Linked DNA regions of Gossypium hirsutum: region 2 is linked to region 1. Evidence: chromatin contacts called from public Hi-C data. All regions are on one chromosome and are shown on one strand. The core of a region is the stretch at or near the end of the contact, and the rest is flanking DNA. Distances in the headings are between cores, read along the strand shown.

Region 1 (3,934 bases), core at 1,080-3,579:
TTATGTTTGAAAACACATTTTAATTACAATTATTTTACAAAATTTGAAATAAAACATGGTAGAGAATTTGGGTATTTTTTTAAAAATATTTCAAGGAGGAGAGAGTGCTATTTTCACAATTTAGTAAAATGGCAACTTTCTTAAAACTGTTATTTGTTTGACTCTAATTTTCAATTAAAAATAAGGTTTAAATGTCAAAAAAGCCATCATAAAATAATTAAAAATTCATTAAACCCCTAATCAGAAATTATAATAAATTGAGCCTTTCATCAAAATTAAGGGCCAGTTCTTCATTGCTTTTGAAAAGTGTTGTAGAAAAGTACTTTTGAGAAGTGCTTTTGAAAAATTTGAGTATTTGGTATTGCTGTCAAAAAGTGCTTTTAAAAAATAAAATGTCAATTTTAGACATGATATTATAAAGTAACAAATATGTATTTAAATAATGTTCAAATTAGTTAATATTATGATATTTTAGAAAAATTATAAAAAATAATTTATCATAAATTATTGTTAATATTTTAATATATAATATTAATTTTAAATATTTCTAAGTAATTAAAATTAATTATTTATTAAATTTAATTAGAATATATAAACTATATTTAAATTTTTAAATATAATAATTAAATATTTTTAATTAGATATTGACACAATTGTATTATTTTAAAAATTATTTTTTATTTTTAATTAATGCTTTTAACACATTTGTATTATTTTATTTTAAAATATATTTGAATGTATAACTCATATTAGATATTAACATAATATAGAAAATATAAACCTAACAAATTAAAATATTACATATATTTAGATTAAAGTTTTAAAAAAGGATAATATTTATATACCAAATATAAATACTAAAAATTTTGAGAGAAGACAAAGGTTAAAAATGTAAATAGAAGCATTTTTAACTTCTCCATCGGCCAAAAAGTACTTTTTTTTTTTTAAGTTAAAAATTTTTCTGAAATTCTTTATTGTTTTTCGGGAAAAATTACTTTTACATGTAAAAACTCATTTGAAAAATAATAAACAACACAGCCTAATTCAATTTCGTTCCTACTTTTTGAATGTCGGTTCCGATGAAGTAATTAAGCATTAATCACATGATTTACAATTTTTTTATTTGAAAAAAGAAAAGAAAAGAAAATTAACTATTTAATTTCAGTTTAATTACAACTGGTCCCTGCATCTCTCTTAATGCAGTAGTTGACATAGTGATTAACGTGAAAAAAAATGATGATATGAAGACAGACATGACATTTGATGTGGAGGGCTTAAATAAATTTTTAATTCTTTTATTAGGACTTAATTGATTATTAAAACTTATGAAATGATGATATGAAAAAGTTCAAAATTATTAGATTTATAAAAGAAATAGTAATTTTTTATATAATTTTAATAATATTTTAAGAATTTATATATTTTTATATAATTTCCCATTTTGTATGCTTTTCTAATTTTTCTATCATTTTTCTAATTTATAATAACTTTTTAATAAAAATTTACTAATTATTTTTACTTTCCCTTACACTACCATACATTATATTTAGTCCATTCTTACCAGTTGTCCTCGTATTACCTCTCCTCAATCAAAATCATTGTTTATCACTATCTTAAGCTATCAAACACTAAGCCCATTGTTAAAGAAGTAACTCGAAATCCTATACTAAGTCCAATAACCATCATACTTCAAACTCCCCCATTAACTTTCAAAATACATTTTTTTAATAATTTGCCTATAATTTCTGAAATTTTTATAATATTTTTCATTATTCTTTCATATTTTTTATTAATATTAATTTCTCTATATTTTATATATTTTTATAATTATTTTATAAATTCTAAATTTGTATACATTTTTTGTTTTTATAATATTTATAGATTTTTTTATAAATTTCTATTTTTTATAATATTTTGATAATTTTTAGGCTTAAATAATTTAAAAAATCAATTAAACCCTCATAAAATAATTAAAAAATAATCAAGTCCTCCACGTCGACATTTTTCGATGTTAGCTGTCACACCATTATTTGTTCATGCTAACTATCATTCTTCTGTCAGATCATCACTTAGCAGTCCTTCAAAGGCTTTAATGGGAAATTATATTTTAGGAGCCCAATTGATTGCTAATCTTCAATTAATTGTAATTTTTATTAAGGGCTTAATAGAGTTTTTAAATCATTTTACAATCACTTTTTTTAGCATTTAAGCTTAAAAACAAGTAAAAGATTCAATTCTTTAAAAAAAGGAAGGAGAAGAAGATGGGATTGCTAATGACATATTGGTATTGCTGGTAAAGGTTGAGGCTCTAGGTCTTTGAATACTTAAATTTGAGTTCCACTCTATGCAACTATCATGTGTGAGTCTCTAGACGAACAGTATACAGTTGCCGTAAGTGAATTTTTGTTCAGTTGCATTTAAGTTTTTCCATCTGTTCGTTGTATTAATTTGATTCTAGTTTGTTATTGCTCAAAAATATTCTTTTATAGTTATAATTGCATTGCATCGGGAAATTTAATTGGGTTTTAGCTTAGGTGGTATTTAAGCATGCATTTTCTTCTGATTTAAGGGGTTCAAGGATTATAGGTTGAAAATAAAAAGAGATGGGGGTAAATTTGAAAATACAGAAGAGTATAGGGAGTGAGGGAAAGTTAAAGCATTTTATTTTTAATTGTTGTGGGGGCAAAGAAGTGGAAATGAGGAAAAGAAGAACAGCTTTCGAAGAAAACAAAGAGTAAACGAAGAAAAGTCGTTTACTCGTTTCCGTTTCCAGAGTTTTTAGAGAGAAACAGCAAAAAATTGGAATTAAAAAAAGACCAAAGCCTTGTACGAAAAATTCAGATCTGCAGGTTTGCTTCATTGCAGTCAAAATTCCAAATTCTACAAGAAATGAAATGAAACGAAACGATCCGCGTCGTTTCCGGGAATGAGCAAATTGCATTGAAATTTTTGAATATTTGCAGCAGCCATCAGGTAAGCGAGAGCGAGAGCAGCAATGGAGTCAGAAACGGCGTCGTCGACGGATGAACAGCAAGCGGCTGGTTCAGCAGCTGATACTAGAGGCAAACATCGGATTCTTGCCCAACTCAAGCGTGTCGAACAAGAATCTAAGTTCCTCGAGGTTAGCTTCTCTTTCTTTTTTATTCTTTTCCATTTAAGGTTTGCTCTATACTCTTCGGGAATGCCGTTAAGAATTTTGACTTGGTCTGTCTTTTGATAAATTTAAGGATTTCTTTAAATAAAAAAAAACGGAGCTTGAATTTTCCGTAGAAAAAGTCATAGAACATGTCAGGAGAAGAAAGTGCAAGCTTTTTAATAAGCTTTTCTTCTTAAGATAATAAAAAATGGAAGCAAAAAAATTTTAGGTTCTTGTATTGGATTATCCATTTAGTTGGTAAGTTGAGCTAAGTAGAGGAACATAGTGATGGCTTAGAGTCATTGGAAGGGAAAGCTAAGATCTTTGTAGTGCAGCTATTCAAAGCAGATCTTAAAATTGGGTGTTTAATTGTTCTTCTTTTACTGGCGATCCCAATTCAATAGGCTTTTGATCATTTTTTGGATCTTATACTAGGATACTGTAATTTCCTTTTTTGCTAATTTGTTGCAAAAATCGGCCAAGATCTTGCCGATATGCGCTGCTCATCTGTTTATACTGATGCTTGGGAAGTCTGTCTAGGTGGCGGAAGAAGTTCCGTATCAATCTTGCTATGGCGGCTCTACTTGTGGAAAGTGCTAAACATTTTTTTGTTTTGTTGTTAATGAAGTAGTCTTTTTGGCACTGTGAACACGATAAGCCAAATGTCTTCCTATCTAGTGCTTATTAGTGGTGGTGTAATCTGTGTGTGATAGGCAAAAGAGCTTTTTTGAATTAGTTTTGACTTGTTCTTGGTCTTTGCTAAGCTTCACTTTGATTGGTCATGCTTTTCCATGAGTT
Region 2 (3,757 bases), core at 1,094-3,593, 160 kb before region 1:
GGGGCCATAAAACAACTGCAAGGCCATATAGTTCATCAAGAAAGCAAAAACTCGTTCTAATATTACTCACATAATAAATGCATTGATCAAGAAAGGAAGACAAGATAGGTGAAAGACGTGTATTCTTATTAACAATCAATGACAAGTAAAGCAGATAGAAAAGGACCATTATGGCTTGCAAAGGAAAAATGGACTACCTCAGCTAGGGTTTTTGGGTTTGCAGTATTTATTTACAAACAATTTAGAAACCGTAAGTAAGATAATGAAACTCAAACACCAGCATGTGGACAATATTCCTTATTCAGTCATCCCATATATGAATGACTTAGAAGGAAGTAAAAATGTAATGTCATTGTATGCCTTGTACACAAGCATTGTCAAACACCAGCACGTGGACAATATCCCTTATTCATGCTGTGGTCTGCAAGGTCCTTTCATGATTAGGCATAAGAAGAAAGTTACAGCAGTCCTATATCCAGAGCTGATATGTTGCTAGGCAATACAAATTTATGAGTTAGAATGTCATATCCTCCAATCTGGATGTTGATGAAAGTTATGATTCTACAGATTACAAATGAGAACACCTATCTATAGAGAGCTGACCTAGAGAACCAAAATAACTAACAAATCTATATATTTAATTCGCAAAAACAGAAGATTCACCTTGTTTTCTTCCAGTGACTATACATAGAAGATTATGGTGAGGGTCATAGTGAGCACTTGATCTAGCTTGAGCAATGTTCATCCACAAATTAATTGAAGAAAGATTTTTTCCCTCCAAAATTGCAGGCTGTACAAATCAAGCAATTGCAATCAGAATTTCCTAGCATTATTAGTTCTTCTTTAGAGAACTAACTAGTAACAACAAGCAGTTGAGAAAGAAATATGCAGACCAACTGAATGTCCTCCTGTAGAGTTTCCAATTGAACTCTCGCTTCATTCTCAGCATTTATAATTGGAATCTGAATCGGAAGTATCAAAATTCAACAATTACATCAATGCTTAAAAAGAAAATTGAAATGAAGGACACACAGGAAAAGTGAAATCCATCTGGTCTCAACATATTAAATAAACAAAGCAAATGCAGAAAAAAATGTTAACAGAGATGTCAGCGATCACAGAACTTTGAGTAGCAACCTGTGCTAGGTAGATTTGTTTTGGAGCAGCATCTACAAATGTTGAACAGCCTTGCTCTGTGTCAGATTCTCCAAGTTGATGCCCTTGTGAATTAGAATTAATACTGCAAGAATTACCAACATTTTGCCTATGCCATTTACAAAAGCCAATAAAAGTGGAAAATGGTAATGGAACCTGTAAACAAATGCAAAACCAAATTGATCATAATTCTCGCATCCACGCAAGAGAGAAAATGTATCACAAGCCTCAGTGTATGAAGAATATGAGAATTAGTGAATTACCCTCTCATGGCTTCTAAGATCACCGTAAAACACCGGTGCAGTTTGAGATAACATAGCCTCCACCATGAATGATCCTACCCGTTCCTAAAGTTATACTCAAACAAGAAAAATACTAAAATAAATACTTTAATTGAATATATAAATTGCACAATTCCACTAAAAAAATGTAACTCTAGAAACCATATCCAACATGTATAACGTACTAATTCAAGCTCTTGCCTATTAATTAACTTGTTGAATAGACTATCACAGATGTAAATAAAACAAATGTAAAACTAGTGCTACTTTTCTAGATTTGAAACTCAATGCATAACAATGTCTTTCAACATTATATACAAAAATATTATTTACTTCTAAAACATTATCCATTTTACTAAAAATCTAGCAACTTAAAATATTTTGACTCAAAAAGCGAGCATAAAAATTCTAGTAATTATAGAAGGATAAGCAAACCTCCAAATAACCGAGGCCTCCATTAGAAGGATTCCACTTCGAAACGGCTTTCCAGTCCTTAACGCATCCAACGAACACCTTTCAAAACGAAATAAAAATCAATGAACTAAGATTGAAGCAACTACCGCTTATATAAATTAGCAAAAGGAAAAAAAAAGTTCGGACCAATTTTTCTCGAAAAACGAACAGAGAAAGAGAAAAAAGAAACAAAAAGTTGAGAAAACAGAAAATTACGGCGGGAACATTTCGAGATTCAATCTGAGAGGCAAACTGTGCAGCTGATGGGAGTTGATCGAAGCTCTGGAGTCGTAGAGAGTCTTCCATTTTTTTTCAACTAACTTCGCTAAGAAAAAACTTGTAACAAGCTTTTCACGTAATTTCAAAAAAAAAAAAAATCTTTTCAGCCTGAAGAATTTCGTAGTTCGGCCTTTGGATTTTACTTGAGTGAGAGGTGATCCATTGGAGCGTTGAGGCCTAGAGAGTCCCAACAAGGCTTTCTTAAGTTTCATTCGATTGTAAAAAGCAGGTCTAGGTCTATCATAGACTTTCGATGGCCCTTTCTTTACCAAAAGAATACACATCAATGGGCCGAATCATGACTTCTGATTAAATTACTAAAAAAATGCTGATTTTTTTTTAAATTACTAGAATAAGGCGATTTTTGAAATATTTATGGGTATAGGCCGATTTAGGATTGGAAGTATTTTCAAGAGAAATCTAGAAAAACGTTTTCAGCATTTCGTGTCATTAGTAAAATGCTTCCAACTTGGAACCATTTTCCCTTCAACGGATACTTTTCCAATGACCATTTTAAATAGTCGTTGCCCCCCCCCCAACGATAAAAAAACTATAAAATCCTCCATCCTTACTCATTTCTCATAAAATTCTCTCAATTTCTCAAACTACTCTCAAAAGCCTCTCAAATTTTCAATTTTTTTCAAAAATCTAAATTATATTTTCTATTAAATTTTTTATTAATATTTTTTGAAAATATTTTTTAAAATTAATTCGTGTTCTATATAATTTACCAATGGTCGGTTCTCTAATCCGTCATGATGACAAGCACATTTTCGTCATTCAATTACAAATGGTAAGAATAATTTTTAATAAATTTCAATTTTGTTTAATTTTGTATTTCATTGTTATATATTAACTTAATATTTTGTATATTTTTTACGTAAATAGGTGGAAGATCGAATTTTACAATGCCATATTCGTAATCTACCCAATCCTCCATCATCATTGATTGAACCATATTTAAGGGAAACCAGTTTTTGGCACCATGGCCCTTGTAGGCTGGGGGTGTAAGTTGGACTCGAAACTTGTAAGCGCATTGGTGGAGAGGTGGAGACCCAGACGCACACATTTCATCGTCCATAGGACGAGTGTACTATCACTCTAGAGGACGTGCATTTACAGTTGGGGCTGCCCGTGGATGGGTCGGTAGTCACTAGGTCTGTTCAGTCTGGTGAATGGCAAGGCGTATGTGGTAAAGTTTTAGGTTCGATTTCGGAAACGATTTACGGAGGTCGGATCAAAATAGCTTGGTTACGAAGAACTTTGGTGGCGTTGGATGAGGATTCGACTAAAATCGAAAGAGAACGACACACTTGGACGTACATCCTTCAGATCATCGGGGGTATCCTGATGCCAGACAAGTCACGAACACTCGTACATCTAAGATGGCTATTGAAACTTATTGATTTTTAGAAGAGCAGGCGAACTCAGTTGGGGGTTTGTCATGTTGGCAATATTGTATCGGGAAATATGTCGGGAGATGCAACTAGGAAAAATCAAAATTGGTGGTTGGATTCTACTATTGCAATCATGGGCGCGGTATTGATTTCCATTTTACGTCCTCGAGCGCAATACTTGTATACATTCTC

The links. A called contact is a pair of places that touch in the nucleus more often than the background predicts.
Region 2: a contact with region 1 is called in a Hi-C map of leaf, with 2.0 times the contacts expected there. The contact joins the promoter of LOC107915344 here to the promoter of LOC107908304 in region 1. A contact is called at or near these places in 2 of 34 Hi-C or Micro-C datasets (both in leaf).

Annotation. Positions count from the first base shown.
Region 1 is chrD08:9,252,483-9,256,416 of Gossypium_hirsutum_v2.1, reverse strand. It overlaps LOC107908304 (guanine nucleotide-binding protein subunit gamma 2), which reads left to right and starts at 2,329. Exons shown (of 5, transcript XM_041099808.1): 1 at 2,329-2,849; 2 at 2,964-3,121. The coding sequence starts at 2,996.
Region 2 is chrD08:9,409,864-9,413,620 of Gossypium_hirsutum_v2.1, reverse strand. LOC107915344 reads right to left here and starts at 2,343. Exons shown (of 15, transcript XR_001689248.2): 1 at 2,106-2,343; 2 at 1,872-1,949; 3 at 1,419-1,502; 4 at 1,138-1,311; 5 at 664-790; 6 at 1-15.